Linked DNA regions of Muntiacus reevesi: region 2 is linked to region 1. The links are chromatin contacts, called in public Hi-C maps. All regions are on one chromosome and are shown on one strand. Each heading gives the region's core, a stretch centred on a gene start, on an enhancer-like site or on the middle of the called end of the contact. The rest is flanking DNA. Distances are from core to core; before and after follow the strand shown. Region 1 holds the start of RNF185 (ring finger protein 185). Region 2 holds the start of MORC2 (MORC family CW-type zinc finger 2).

Region 1 (6,346 bases), core at 3,685-6,184:
TCATAAGAGTTGACTATTTTGGAGTCAAGAGATGCATGAGGGCACTGGTAGCTCTGCCACCGGGAGCAGCGGCCCAAGGCCATCACCAGTCCCAACGTTGCCAACTACCTCTGACTCCTCAAGTCTCTGCCTGTGACCAGACAAACACAAGAGTAGCTCCCGAATGACAGCATCTCCTAGTGCTCTTATCATGCCTGGGGTGAGGCTGCAGTACCCCTTTCACTGGACGTGGCCATCCCAGCTCTGCACAGTCAGCAGCAGTTGGGGCTGAACCAAGCTCTGACTGGTCAGCAGTTTCAAACAGCAACTTACTCTGAACTTCATGCTCAGTCACTCAGTTGTGCCTGACTCTCTGGCAACCCCATGAACTGTAGCCCATCAGGCTACTCTGTCCACGGGATTTTTCAGGCAAGAATACTGAAGTGGGTTGTCATTTTCTCCTCCAGGAGATCTTCCCAACCCAGAGCTGGAACCCACATCTGCTGCATTGGCAGAATTCTTCACCGCTAAGCCTTTGGGGAAGCCCCTTCAACATGTCCAAATACAACTGCGCTCAGATCAGGGAGTTACTGGTATTGCCTCAGATTTTGCAGTTCAGCTCACTCTGAATTACTTCAAGGGGTTTGAAGGGATCTGCAAACTCTGAATATTTACATGCAAAATTGTACATGATGACAAGTAACTCAATTACAAAAGACTAAGGGTCTGAACAGACATTTCTCCAAAGAAGATACAAGGATGTCCAATATGCACGTGAAAAGTTATTTGATATAATCAAGCCTTAGGGAAATGGGAAATGCAAATAAAACTACAATGAGATGCCACATCACACCCACTAGGGTGAAAAAAAATAATAAAATAATAAAGGACAATAACAAGTGTTGAACAGAGTGTGAACAAAATGGAATTCTCATATATTGGTAATGAAAATATAAAATGGTGAGGTGCTGTAGAAAGCAGTTAGGCAGGTCCTCAAAAAGTTAAAAAACAGAGTTGCCATATGACCTAGCAATTCCACTCCTAGGTATACACATCTAAAAGAATTCAAAATATGTTCAAACAAAGCTTTGCACATGAATGTTCAGAGCAGCATGTCATAACAACTAAAAGGCAGAAACAAATGTCAATCAACTGGCAACTAACAAAACACAGTATATCCACGCAGTGGAATATTACTCAGCCATAAAAGGAATGCAGTACTGACGCATGCTATGACATGGATGAACTCTAAAACATTATGCTTAATCAAAGAAGCCAGAAACAAAAGGCCACATGCTACATGATTCCAGATTAGTGGCTGTCAGGAGACGGGAAGAGGGAAGAATAGGGAGAAACTGCTAACATGCACAGGGATTCCTCTTGGGGTGATGAAAATACTCTGGAATTCAAACAGTGGTAAAGGCTGCATAGTTTTGTGAACATTCACACATTAAAGTGATGAATTTCAGGATATATGAATCTTATCCCACCCCCCCCCAAAAAAAATTGAGAGACATCTACAAAATAATTGGCCCGTTTTCTTCAAGAGTTTACAGTCAGGCTTCCCTGTTGCCTCAGTGGTAAAGAATCTACTTGCCAATGCAGGAGGCACTGCACTGATCCAGGAAGATCACAGATGCCAAGAAGTAATTAAACCTGTGCACCACAGCTATTGAGCCTGTGCTCTAGAGTCCATAAGCTGCAATACTAAAACCACTTGCCCCAACTACTCCAGCCTGAATGCCTAGAGCCAGTGCTTTGCAACAAGAGAAGCCAGCACAAGAAGCAGCCCACACACCACACCTGGAGAGTAGCCCCCACTCTCTGCAACTAGAGAAAAGTCCACACATCAATAAAGACCCAGAACAGCCAAAAATAAATGAATAAATAAATCAAGTTATCTTTTTAAAAAAAGTTTACATTCATGAAAGCCAAAAAAGACTGAGTAACTGTTTCAGATTGAAGAGACTAAGACTTGATACTAAATGCAATGTGGGAAACTGGATTGGATTCTGGAACAGAAAAAGGATATTAGTGAAACAAACAGCAAACTTGAATAAAATCCATAGATTAGTTAGTAGTACTGTATTTATGCTAAATTTATTAGGTAATTTTTTATGGTTATGTAAATGTTAACATTACGGACAGTTGGGTTAAGAGTACACTTGAAGTTTATGTATTATTTTTGGAAGTCTAAAATCATTTCAAAAGAAAAAGAAAAAAAGTACATGGAGCAGGTCAGCGGTTGGCACGTTTTTCTGAAAAGCACTATATAGTAAATGCTTTAGATTTAGCAGATCTTGTGGTTTTGGGGGCAATTACTCAACTCTGCTGCCAAAAACAGTATGTAAATTAACGGAGGTGGCTGTGTTCCAATAAAGCTTTATTTGTAGAAACTTAGATTTGATTTTCTTATAATTTTTACATATCACAAAATATTCTTCCTCTTTGGATGTAATCTACACCATTAAAAAAATGTAAAAAACCATTCCCAGCTCACAGGCCACACAAAAACAGGCAGTGGGGTCAGATCTGGGCCCCAGACTGCAGACTCCCGCTCTGGGTCTGAATTTGCCAGTGTGCTTCAATTACTCAAAAAAAAAAAAAAAGGTGCTTCACATCAATTAAGTTTGGCAACACTAGATTAAACAAGGTTAGGCACGTTTCTTATTGACGTCTCAGTGCCTTTGACAAGATCCTACACACTGAGAAGCTCTAAGAAGGGATAATCATACGTAGCTTTTTCCAAACTTACTTTAATCACAGAATACTTTTTTCAGAGGCTTCTCTTCAGACTAGTGGCCTGAAGAACACACTATGGAAATGCTGATTAAGTTACTTTTTTAAAAGGAAAACATCAGATTGAAAAGTTTTAAAGACACCACCAAATTAAAACCATTTTACTCAGCGCCTGGATAACATCTGAATAAGCACTTCACAACTTAAAAAAAAAATTCTAGGAAACACAAAAAAGGGAGGAAGAATAAACATAAGCAGGAAGTCCTGGCTCAAATCCAATCTTTTTTGGCAAAGGCATGTCAGCAGGATTGGGTCATAATAAGGAACCTCTGTTCCATAGGGCAACCTAAGCATTCTAACTGGTTTTTAAAAAGTGATCTGCTTGGAATTTTGTAAATCACAAAATAAGCAGCTTTAACGTTTAATTAGAAAATGAAAGATACTAAGAAGAGTATCTACTAAGAAGAGTACTAAGAGTAATGCTAGAAGCATTATCTGCAGATTACGGGTGAGGATGCACTGGCAAGTCAAGTCCATCAAAGAACTGGTTTTAAATGCTGAAGTTAGCCAAGAGATTGCAAAAATTCTCCCAGTAGACACATCATCTATAACAACACACTGCTAGAGAGAAGAAGAGGGATTTATGTCCTGGGGCTGGGGGGAGGCTGGCTTGAACAACCTCAAGGGAGTCTTTCAAACACAGGCTCCTCAACTGAGTCCAAAGAGTTTACTGGCTTTTCCTCATCAATCACAAAGTCTTCAGATTGATTTCCAAGTTGTGCTAAGACAATAAGCTCCAAACTGAGGGAGTGGGGACCTTTCTTAGTTATTCATTCAACAAACATTAATGGCCCTGATCAGATGGGCCATTCCAAAGTCCTTGAAAAGAATGGTACACAGAACAAAGAAGAGATTACATAAATTCAGATCCACTGGCCTCACTTTTAGGAGATGTAGGCTGGGGGAACGTAGATGTTAAGAAAAGAGGGCAGAAAAAAAAAAAGAAGTCAGCACCAGAGAAGACTCAAAATAACTACTTAGAATTAGACACTTTAAAGTTGAAAAGGACTTTCATCTAAAAACTCCTTCGACAAGAGTACACCACCTCTGGAGGCAATCCATTCCATTGCCGGTCCCCTGTGACCAGCCTTAAGTTCTTTTATTAAAATCTTGTCTTCCTGTAGAATCCACCTATTGGTCCTAGTTTCTGCCTCTTTCAACAGCAAAGATGAAGTGGAAGCTCTCTTCACTGTAACAATGCTTTTGATGACAGTTCCCTTCCATTGCTCTCTTTTCTGGGCTAAACATCACCCCGCCCACTTCCAAAGACACTAAAGGAGTTCCAGTTGCTCAAAGCAAAGAATGGATATCTAGAACCCACAGCAAGAAAGCACTTACCATTAGTGGGCTTCAAACATGGGTGTGCAAAGGATCCCCAAGGAGTATGTTCAAAATGCAGTTTCCCTGGTTCCGACTCAGATTCTAAATCAGAGCTCTTATTTGAGTCCGGAACCGTGAAGTATGCACCACACGGTATTTCAAAGCATAGGCTGTGAGAACCGTACTTAGAGAAACACTGCCCTATTTTACAAACGAGGAAACAGGCCTGGTACGGGGAAGGGACTTGGCGCAGAAAGCACAACTGGCTGTTGGCGGCGAAGTCTCCAGCTCTGGTCTCTTCCAAGCCCAACTCTATTCAGCCCGCTTCCCGGCCTCGGCTTCTCCACTGGGGGCAAACTCATTAAAAGCACCCCCCACATGAGAAACGGCCTCGACTGGGAGTCAAGAGTGAGTTCCTGACTGGAGAGGGGAGTTTGTGGGAGCCTTCTCTCTACTAAGCCTTCAGTTTCCCCAAACTGTAATCAGTGGACAAAAGACCACAACATAATCCTGAACTCCCTTCTGGGAAGGAGGGCCTGGGCAAGAGTCGGGCTTGAAGTCTCTGCGCTCCTGGGCTCAAGTGTCGAAGTCCGTGCGCCCAGTGAGGGCGGCAACCGGTCCCCGTCCCTCAACCTGGACTGCCCCGAGTTGACCCCCTAACCCCTTATGTACCTGCCTCTGCTCAGTTAACGCCGCAAAGGCCGCCCCAGCCTGTCAGCCCGTCGGTCCCTCAGCCAGTCTCTTACCTGGGTCCGTCTGTCCGGCCGGACCTCGGAGCCCTCCTACGCGGACTCTGGTCAGCTGACGCAGAGCCGCCGCTTTCCGATGAACTTCCGGCCAAAACCGGAAGAGATTGGTCCGCTGCGCTGTGCTCCGGGCCAGATCCTGGGCTCTAAGGTTCCGCTTGCCGGGAGGAAGCAAAAAAAAACCCACAAGGACTGTCTGGAATCCTTTGAGAAAGCCAAGGTGTGACCACGGAAAGCGTCAGACAAGCTTGGAACGTTTTGGAACGGAATGTGTAAGGATGATGGGAATCAGACTGACGAGAATATGTTCAAGGACACATGAGCTAACTTGAAGATCCAATGGCCAAATTGGCCCAATTTGAGCAAAATACATGATGAGTGGAACAGAGTATAACTGATTGACTAAAATGGTAACCCAGTGAGTCTTTACTGATATAAATAAAGAAGTGATTAAATAAATTTTGGAGGAGAGGAAATTCTTCCTTTTAGTAGACTATGTGGTGTGTCTGTCGTGTGTGTGTGTGTGTGTGTGTGTGTGTGTGTGTGCGCGCCGTGTTGGACTCTGTGACCCCATGAACTGTAGCCCACCAGGCTCCGCTGTCCACGGAATTTTTCAAGGCATGAATACTGGAGCGGGCTTGCTATTTCCTACTCCACAGGATCTTCCCCACCCCAGGGATGGAACCTGTGTCTCTTGCCTCTCCTGCATTGGCAGGTGGATTCTTTACCACTGCGCCACCTGGGAAACCTTTTAGTAGAATGCTGACCATCAAATATGATGGAATTAGAAAACCAGTAATGGATGGTAAACCTGGAGGGACGGGATGGTTACATGGCAAAGCGTCTCCCATAAATTACTTATTGACTACAAAGGGAAAATAGGAATTTTACAGAGGTTAACCTTGCAGGACAAGTGAATCAAAATGATCAGAGTTAACATCATCAGTTATAGGTCAAGTAAAGATCATGTGCCTCCTGAAAGAGATCAAATTTGAATATGGATTGTGGTTTTGCTGTTAATACAAATTGTATCAGTGTTTAAATTTCTACATTTGATCATAGTATTGCTGTTATCTGTTAAGAGAACTCCCCTTTTCTTAGGAAATATTCACTAAATTATTTAGGGGTAAAAGGGCACAATGTTTCCAACTTAATTTCGAATGATTCCCAAAAAATGTATAAAATTGAGAGAATAAGCAAATGAGGCAAAATAGTAAACAAGTGATGAATCTAGGTGAAGGATATGTGGAAGCTCCTTACATAATTTTTGCAACTTTTCTTTTAGTTTTAAATATCACCTGAAGAAAGTCTCTTGACACCTGGTTCTATGAAGATTGAGTCAGTAGCCCCCGTAGTCTCTGACCTCCAACACACAAAGAAGGGAGTTTGGGGGTGGAGATCAGAAACGAGGCACTCTGTACACTGGGAAAACTGGCAGAACAGGCCGTCAGATGGTTAGGTATTTTCAGGAGAAAATTCTAGGAGCCCAACTACTTGCATCT
Region 2 (6,799 bases), core at 1,048-3,547, 140 kb after region 1:
TTTGTCACAGAATTTCAAGCTTTGAGTTCCAGTTGGTTTTTTCCTCCTTTCTCCTGAGGAAAGCATCGTATCACCACAGTCTCAAGATTCTTTTGAGGTACATCCAGATTTAATTACAAAAGAGCTAAAAGACCAACACATTTGTCTCCAAAACAGTCATTTCTCTGGAATTGAGATCATTTGTCTCTGCCCTCCAGGTAAAGGGAACAGTCAATAGATTTTTTCCAGACACTTGTATGAAATAGCAGAATCGGCTAACACCTAACAGACAAAACACTTAGGTGTGTTTGCATTTGCTTCCTTAGAGCTGTACCACGGTAAGCACCACTCCACAAAACGAAAATGTTTGAAATCCAAGTGTTCAAACATTTCTATAGTGTTTGCTGGACAATGGCCTGGAATCTGATAAAAAGCAGCTGACAATTAACAAAGAAGCAAAAATTGGCATTTTGGCCATCTTAATAACACACTTGCAAGCAAAGAGAATACAAAGCAGGCGGGGAGGAAAGTTAAGGTTTGAAACACTTCCAACTACTGACTTTGAGGTTCAGAAGAAGTTCTAACAAAACTTTTCAGAGCATGTCAACCTTCAATTAATAAAGACAAACATCTTCAGGAATTCCATGTCTAGTTCAGTCTATTCCAGTGAGACAGTTTGCTAAAAACCCACCTGCACCATTAATTAGCTGGACTTGGCAGCACCATTTAAAAATAAGCCTGCTCACCACCAACCACACGGAGCTAAGAATATAAAACAAGAGCAAGTAACGGATGGCAACCATGGTCATGGAAAATGGTTAATGAGTCAGAAAGGTAGTCAGGCACCAGAAAATAAAAAGTTGTTGGGCCAAAAATTGAATAGGTTTCTTGACACTAGAGAACACATCCACTCCTACTTTCAGCTGCTTTATATTGGGTGCCACTGTACCATAAGCATCAACCACCCTTCAGGCAACCCATAGTGAAAGGACTCAGAAGCCAAGCAGTGGAGTGTTGTTACCCCGAATATTCACTATGCATAGAACAGCTCACATATCCCAGGGATTCAACAGGGGCTTCAACTTGGTTGTGACGGGTCCCAAATGACATCTAGGCCTCAGTTTCCTCCTTGTGGCAAAGGAACTGTGGTTCTTAACTCTTCCGGGTCACAGCCCCCTCTGAAAACTTGCTGGCGATGGATCCTCATTTCCCTAAATTGCATATTCCCACTAACTTCTGCACACAATTTCAGGGAGTTTGGGGATCTCCATCTCCAATCCAAGATTTCCAGGTTCAATATCCAAGGATTGGGAATTTCTAAGTTTTCTTACAAGTCCAAAAAAAAAAAAAAAAAAAAGCCAACCATAACGAACAATGATCATTCCTTTCATCCACTGACGCTTTATGGTTTACAAAGCGCTTTCAATCCCACAAACGTTGATAGAGGAGGAAACTGAGGCGCAGACAAATTACTGAGTGACTTGCCTAAGGTCACTCGGCCAGCTGGTGGCTAGGCCCGGAAGCAAACACCGCTTTTCCGACTCCGGAGCTTGCTTCTCCACCCCGGAGTTGCCGCCAGAGCTCCCGCCCCTCACTAAGGCGGCATAAGGAGGAAAAGGCAAAGTAGAAAGCCCACCACCAACCATCCCCCGGCCCCCTCCTGCCCCCCCAACTGGGTCCTTGCAGGCCCCGAAGGGTGGCGCCAGGCCTCCAGGCCGGCCCCGGCCACCCCAGCTTCCCCGGCCGCGCCAAATCCCGCCGCCGCCGCCTCCCCGGGAGCGGGGCGGAGCAGCTGCCCGCCGCCGCCAACCACCCGGACGACTCCTCGTCGAATCGCAAACGCATAGGCCGCCGCCCGAGTTCTGCGTACGAGAAGAAAGACGCGGCGCGAGCGCCAACGGCCACCGGGCGCGCGCCGCGGCGGCCGGGCCTGCGCCCCAAGAGCTGGATGCCAGAGCAGGAGAAAGAGCCGCCAACCGATCGCTCGATCGACCGCGCGCCCGCTCCTTCGCCCTACCAGACCGGGAAGGGGGGGAGGGCGCGCCAGGGCTTCTTTGAGTTAGGGGCCTGACTCCCCGGCGACGAGACAAGATGGCTCCTCCGGTCCGCGCTGCAGCTGCCGTCCCGGCTGCGTCGCTCGGCCCGCCCCCGGTACTGTTTCTTTAAATGGCGGAGAGGGTCAAGAAAGCAGGAAGAGAGGCGCGCGCACTCACGTGACAGGGGCGGGCCCGGCTAACAAAATCCGGTCACGTGGAGACACGCTACCCGCCAATCAGGAGGCGTCGCATCAGGGCGGGGGCGGGAGGAACTGCGGCTCTGTGATTGGCGGAATGCGCCGCGGAGGCCTCGGGGACTAGGGGCGTCGGGGAGTGCGCGAGGCGGCCCGGGTTGTGTGCACTGGTGGAGACAAAGAGGTGGCGGTGGCGGCCTCGGCGGAGCAGCCCTAGACGCCGAATTTTGTAGCGCTGAGTCCTGTCACCATCTCATCTAACGCGGCGCGAGGGCGGCTGGTCTCGCGGCGGCGGCGGCGGCGGCAGCGGCGGACGCGGAGGTGGCGGCAGCACATGGTTCCAAGAGCGCCCTGCGGTTGTTGGGTTCCAATTCCGTGGGGAGGGACAAAGGCAGCTGTGAGCGCCGGGCAACGCCCAGTCGGGTGGTGCGCTCGCCACTGCCCTCGATCCGGGCCTTGAAAACTGGGACTAACTTGTCTCCGTGAAGAGGAGACCACGGGACCAAGGCCCAGTGAGGGCCTGAGAGGCTGAGGCCGCTGTCTGAGGGCAAGGGGGAGGGGCGCCGCCCGCCTGAGTTGATTGGGTGGGTCAATTCTGTGGCGACATAGTGGGCCACTGTGAGGTAATTTGACTCACTATCTTGAGGAGATTGGGGCGCACAGCAAGCTAGGTTTGATCTGGGCTTTGAAAACGGAAATCGGCCTTCAGCGCTTAGGAAATTTTTCAGTTGGTAGGTGGTGAAGCCGGAACTAACGCCATATGCACTCGAGCAACATCGTGATAGCCAGTTTGGGGCTTATTTAAGGATCCTGGGATCACTGATGGCGAAGACGTGTGGCTGTCCAATTTTATGACTGAAGTTGCTAGACTTCCGGATTGGTAAGTTTCCGGATTGGTGAATTTCCTCACAGGAAATTTAGAGGAACAACAACAAAAAACTCGGAAGAACACGAAGATGGAGCAGTGATTAAATCGCCAACTCCAGTATCAGCTACTCTAGGACGAACCACATTCCACTCAGTGAATTATCGCAAATTAATGTTAGTGTTCCTTAAGACTACAGATTTATGATGTAGTTTCTTCCAAAATATTACATCGTAGTCATTGAGAGGATAAAAAAATTTAAGGAAGAAATCAGTTTTTGTTTTAGACGTTTTTTTGAATATATTTTAGATGGATAACTAATAACTTTGTTTAACTGAGGAGCACAGATTTACCAAATTTTTACTGGAAGGAGTCCTGAAAAATCTATTCCGTTGTAACTTGTATTTCCCGATTAGTGGTTAAAGAACTGGAGACATCACCGCACTCATGGCTTTCACGAATTACAGCAGTCTGAATCGAGCTCAGCTAACCTTTGAATATCTACATACAAATTCGTAAGTATTCTGTAGGTGCCTCTGAGGTCACTGATAACTCATTGCTCGATATTGATATGGAAGTCTTTTTCCCAGGAAGTTTTGCATTTTTACTTTTTGGGATATGTCACTGGAGGAGTCTTGAGCTCTGTATGGAAGAACTGAGATCAGTGAAATGTTTGTTGCTAATCCAGAAGAATATGATCTTCCTTTACTGGATCAAAATTTGTTTGATAGAAGGCAAACTAATTCCTTGGAGTCTGTATATTGAGTTTCATTCAAGTGTTTGATAGGAATCCAACAAGTACTCATCTTGGATCGCCAAAAATTGGACTATTCTATTCAACCCATTGTCTTTGGTGACAACAGCCAAAACAGCCAATACAGTTGTGTAGTAACAAGTCTTTTTTTTTTAAGAAGGAAAAAAGAAAAAAGAATGAAGACATTTAAATGACAGCTTGTGAGAAGAAGTTATTTTTCCTCCCAGAAAACAAGTTTGCTTTATTTTTCTGGGAAATTTGTCCTCATCCAATATAGTTTTTAATATGTTAAGCAGGAAGTGATAACTTGATTAAATTCATGATTTAAATAGCCTTACCCCCAAAGTTTCACAAATCATTGAATAAATGCTGTGTTCCTTTGAGTTTGTGAAGAGATTGCCATCTCTCCATTGATCTGGAATATTTCAAGGTTAATCCTTATGCCCACTTTCTTGGAGTTGATGCAATGAGGGCATCATTGTTTAGTCTTTTAATACATTCATTTGACATTTTTGAGATGAAGGTAAGTCTCTCATTTTAATGCTAGAGAGGTGGTGAGCAGCTTAATGAATGGTCCAGAGGTCAGAAGAACCATCTTCAGGATTGAGAATATAGACTCTAGTTTTCAAGTACTAGTACAGTAACTTTAGTTGTCAAGTAATAGTACAATAATCAATAACCATTTACAGAAAAGAACCACATGTTTGTATCTGTAATTTTTTGTTTGCTATTTTTCCTATGGAGGAAATAAAATTTTTCTGAGTAGTGAATTGCAGAATGAGAGCCTGGTTTTGTTTAGGAAAGTTCTTACTGAACTAGAGTATTAGAGTAGGGATTGTAGAGGTCACCTAGGTGTAGTTTCATGTTGCAGCTGATGAATCTGAAATCCAACTAGATAAGGCCTCTGATCAAAAGTTATACCCATCTTGCTGGTAGCATAGCCATGAGCAGAACCTTTAGTATCCTTGTTTGTATTTGAGTTGCCACATTAAGAACAAACAGTTGAAGGCCACTTAGATGTTCACAGATTGTGTTTGATAAATTCATTTCTGAGTTTTGGGGTGAGGGACCAAATTTGGAATGACAGACTATGTGATGATCTTGGAAGACCATTGAAGGAGACTTGATTCTGGGTTCTTGTTTAGCTTACCCAAAGATTGTATTTGATAATAAAATGATAGTGAAAAGTGAAAGTGTTAATTGCTCAGTCATGTTTGACTCTGCGGCGCATGGTCTGTAGCCTACCAGGCTCCTCTGTCCATGGAATTCTCCAGGCAAGAATACTGGAGTGAGTAGTAGCCATCCCCTTTTCTGGGGGATGTTCCCAACCCAGGATGGAACCTGGGTCTCCTGCATCGCAGGCAGATTCTTTACCATCTGACCCATACCATCTGAGCTACCAGGGACTGTGGCTTCTGCCAGTCACATTTAAACATGGTCAGAAATAATGTTTTTTAGCAATCCTACTGGAGTAAGGGTTATTCCTGTTTTGCATTTGAGAAGACTGAAGTTCAGAGAGATTATTACATGCTAGAGGTTACACAGCTTCAAGGCAGCTTCAATGCACCAAGATTCAAAGTGGTAAGATTTATCTGGCCACATGATTAGTGCTTTTAACCATTAGGCAACACCAGCTGTAGTCAGTTTTACCTTTAAAAGCTTGTTTCCTTGTATATATGCCAGAAGGTTTACTTTCCATTTTGTGAGTCTTCAATTTTAGATTGGGCTTGCCTTGTGGCTTAGCTGGTAATGAATCCGCCTTGAATTCGGGAGACCTGGTTTGATTCCTGGGTTGGGAAGCTCTCCTGGAGAAGGGAAAGGCTACCCCCTCCAGTATTCTGACCAGGAGATAAATTTCAGTTTATCTCAGTGAACCTCTAAGTTGAGGATTCTGGGATATTTCATTTCTTTTGCTATTTTATGGCTTGAAAATAAGAGAACAGAGCAAAGGAAAGAGTTGAACCTCAGTTAAGTCTCTTGTTTGAAAAAGGAGAATTTTCTGGGAATTTGACTTACTGTGTTGAACTGGAACCACTTGCTTGCATAAACGTTTTTGAGAGTTGGATGTATCATTTTGGAAGCTCTGGAATTTATTATCTGGATCACACCTTAGAAGTTGTTTACTTTTGAATGTATCCAGTTCTACCAGAAGAAAGTATGAACCCCAGGACACCTAGATATGTTTTTGGTTTATAATCAGTTTCAAGACCTTTATTGTGACCTGACTGGAAGTTCATTTCTAGAGGAAACAAATTTTAAAATTTTCAGAAAGTGTGACTTGGTAATGATAGTAGATGTGTCCTCTGGGTTAAGTGGTGTGGTGTTAACCTTCAAAGAAGGGAGGGTTTTCCTTCTCTTTTTTTATAATTAAAAAAACAAGAAGACCATTTTAGGGTGTCTGATATCTATAAATTGCCATGGTGTATATGGTGAAAGAAATGACTCCTTAGCACCCATTTAGCAGAGTCCAGGATAGAAGGATAGAAATCAGTGTGATGCAGTAGAAAGTGGGTGGGCTTGGGAGCTAGCCAGGCTTCTGTTTCCTGGCTGTGTCCTTGGGTAGGTCTACTTATCTAAGCCTCAGTTTCATCATTTACAAAATAGGACTAATCTGACAATGTTTATGAGGATTGTGTAAAATAGTTTATAAGGTAATTAGATTGCACATAGTTCATAGTAAATATTGAATAGATAGTGACAGTTATTTGTTCTAGTTATAATATTAGCTCATATCAACCAAAAATTGGTCAGTGTGATAGCAACTTGATGTTTGGGGATGGTCATTAGGCAGATTAATTTTTAATAAATTCTGGAGCATCGAAGATAATAAACACCTGCTTGGAATTATTGTTTTGGTATTGTTCTATAGTAACTTGGTTATATCAGCACTAGGGTTTGAGGCAGGTCTGGGAAATTGTAACATGGAAGGCTTAGGTGAATTTCTTTTAAATACTGCAAGTTGGTCATACAA

Evidence for each region. A called contact is a pair of places that touch in the nucleus more often than the background predicts.
Region 2: a contact with region 1 is called in a Hi-C map of muscle, with 2.8 times the contacts expected there. The contact joins the promoter of MORC2 here to the promoter of RNF185 in region 1. A contact is called at or near these places in 2 of 3 Hi-C or Micro-C datasets (blood and muscle).

The regions. Positions count from the first base shown.
Region 1 is chr13:3,949,144-3,955,489 of mMunRee1.1, forward strand. RNF185 (ring finger protein 185) reads right to left here and starts at 4,935. Exons shown (of 7, transcript XM_065904303.1): 1 at 4,845-4,935.
Region 2 is chr13:4,092,176-4,098,974 of mMunRee1.1, forward strand. It overlaps MORC2 (MORC family CW-type zinc finger 2), which reads left to right and starts at 2,298. Exons shown (of 27, transcript XM_065904320.1): 1 at 2,298-3,089; 2 at 3,491-3,589. The coding sequence starts at 3,522.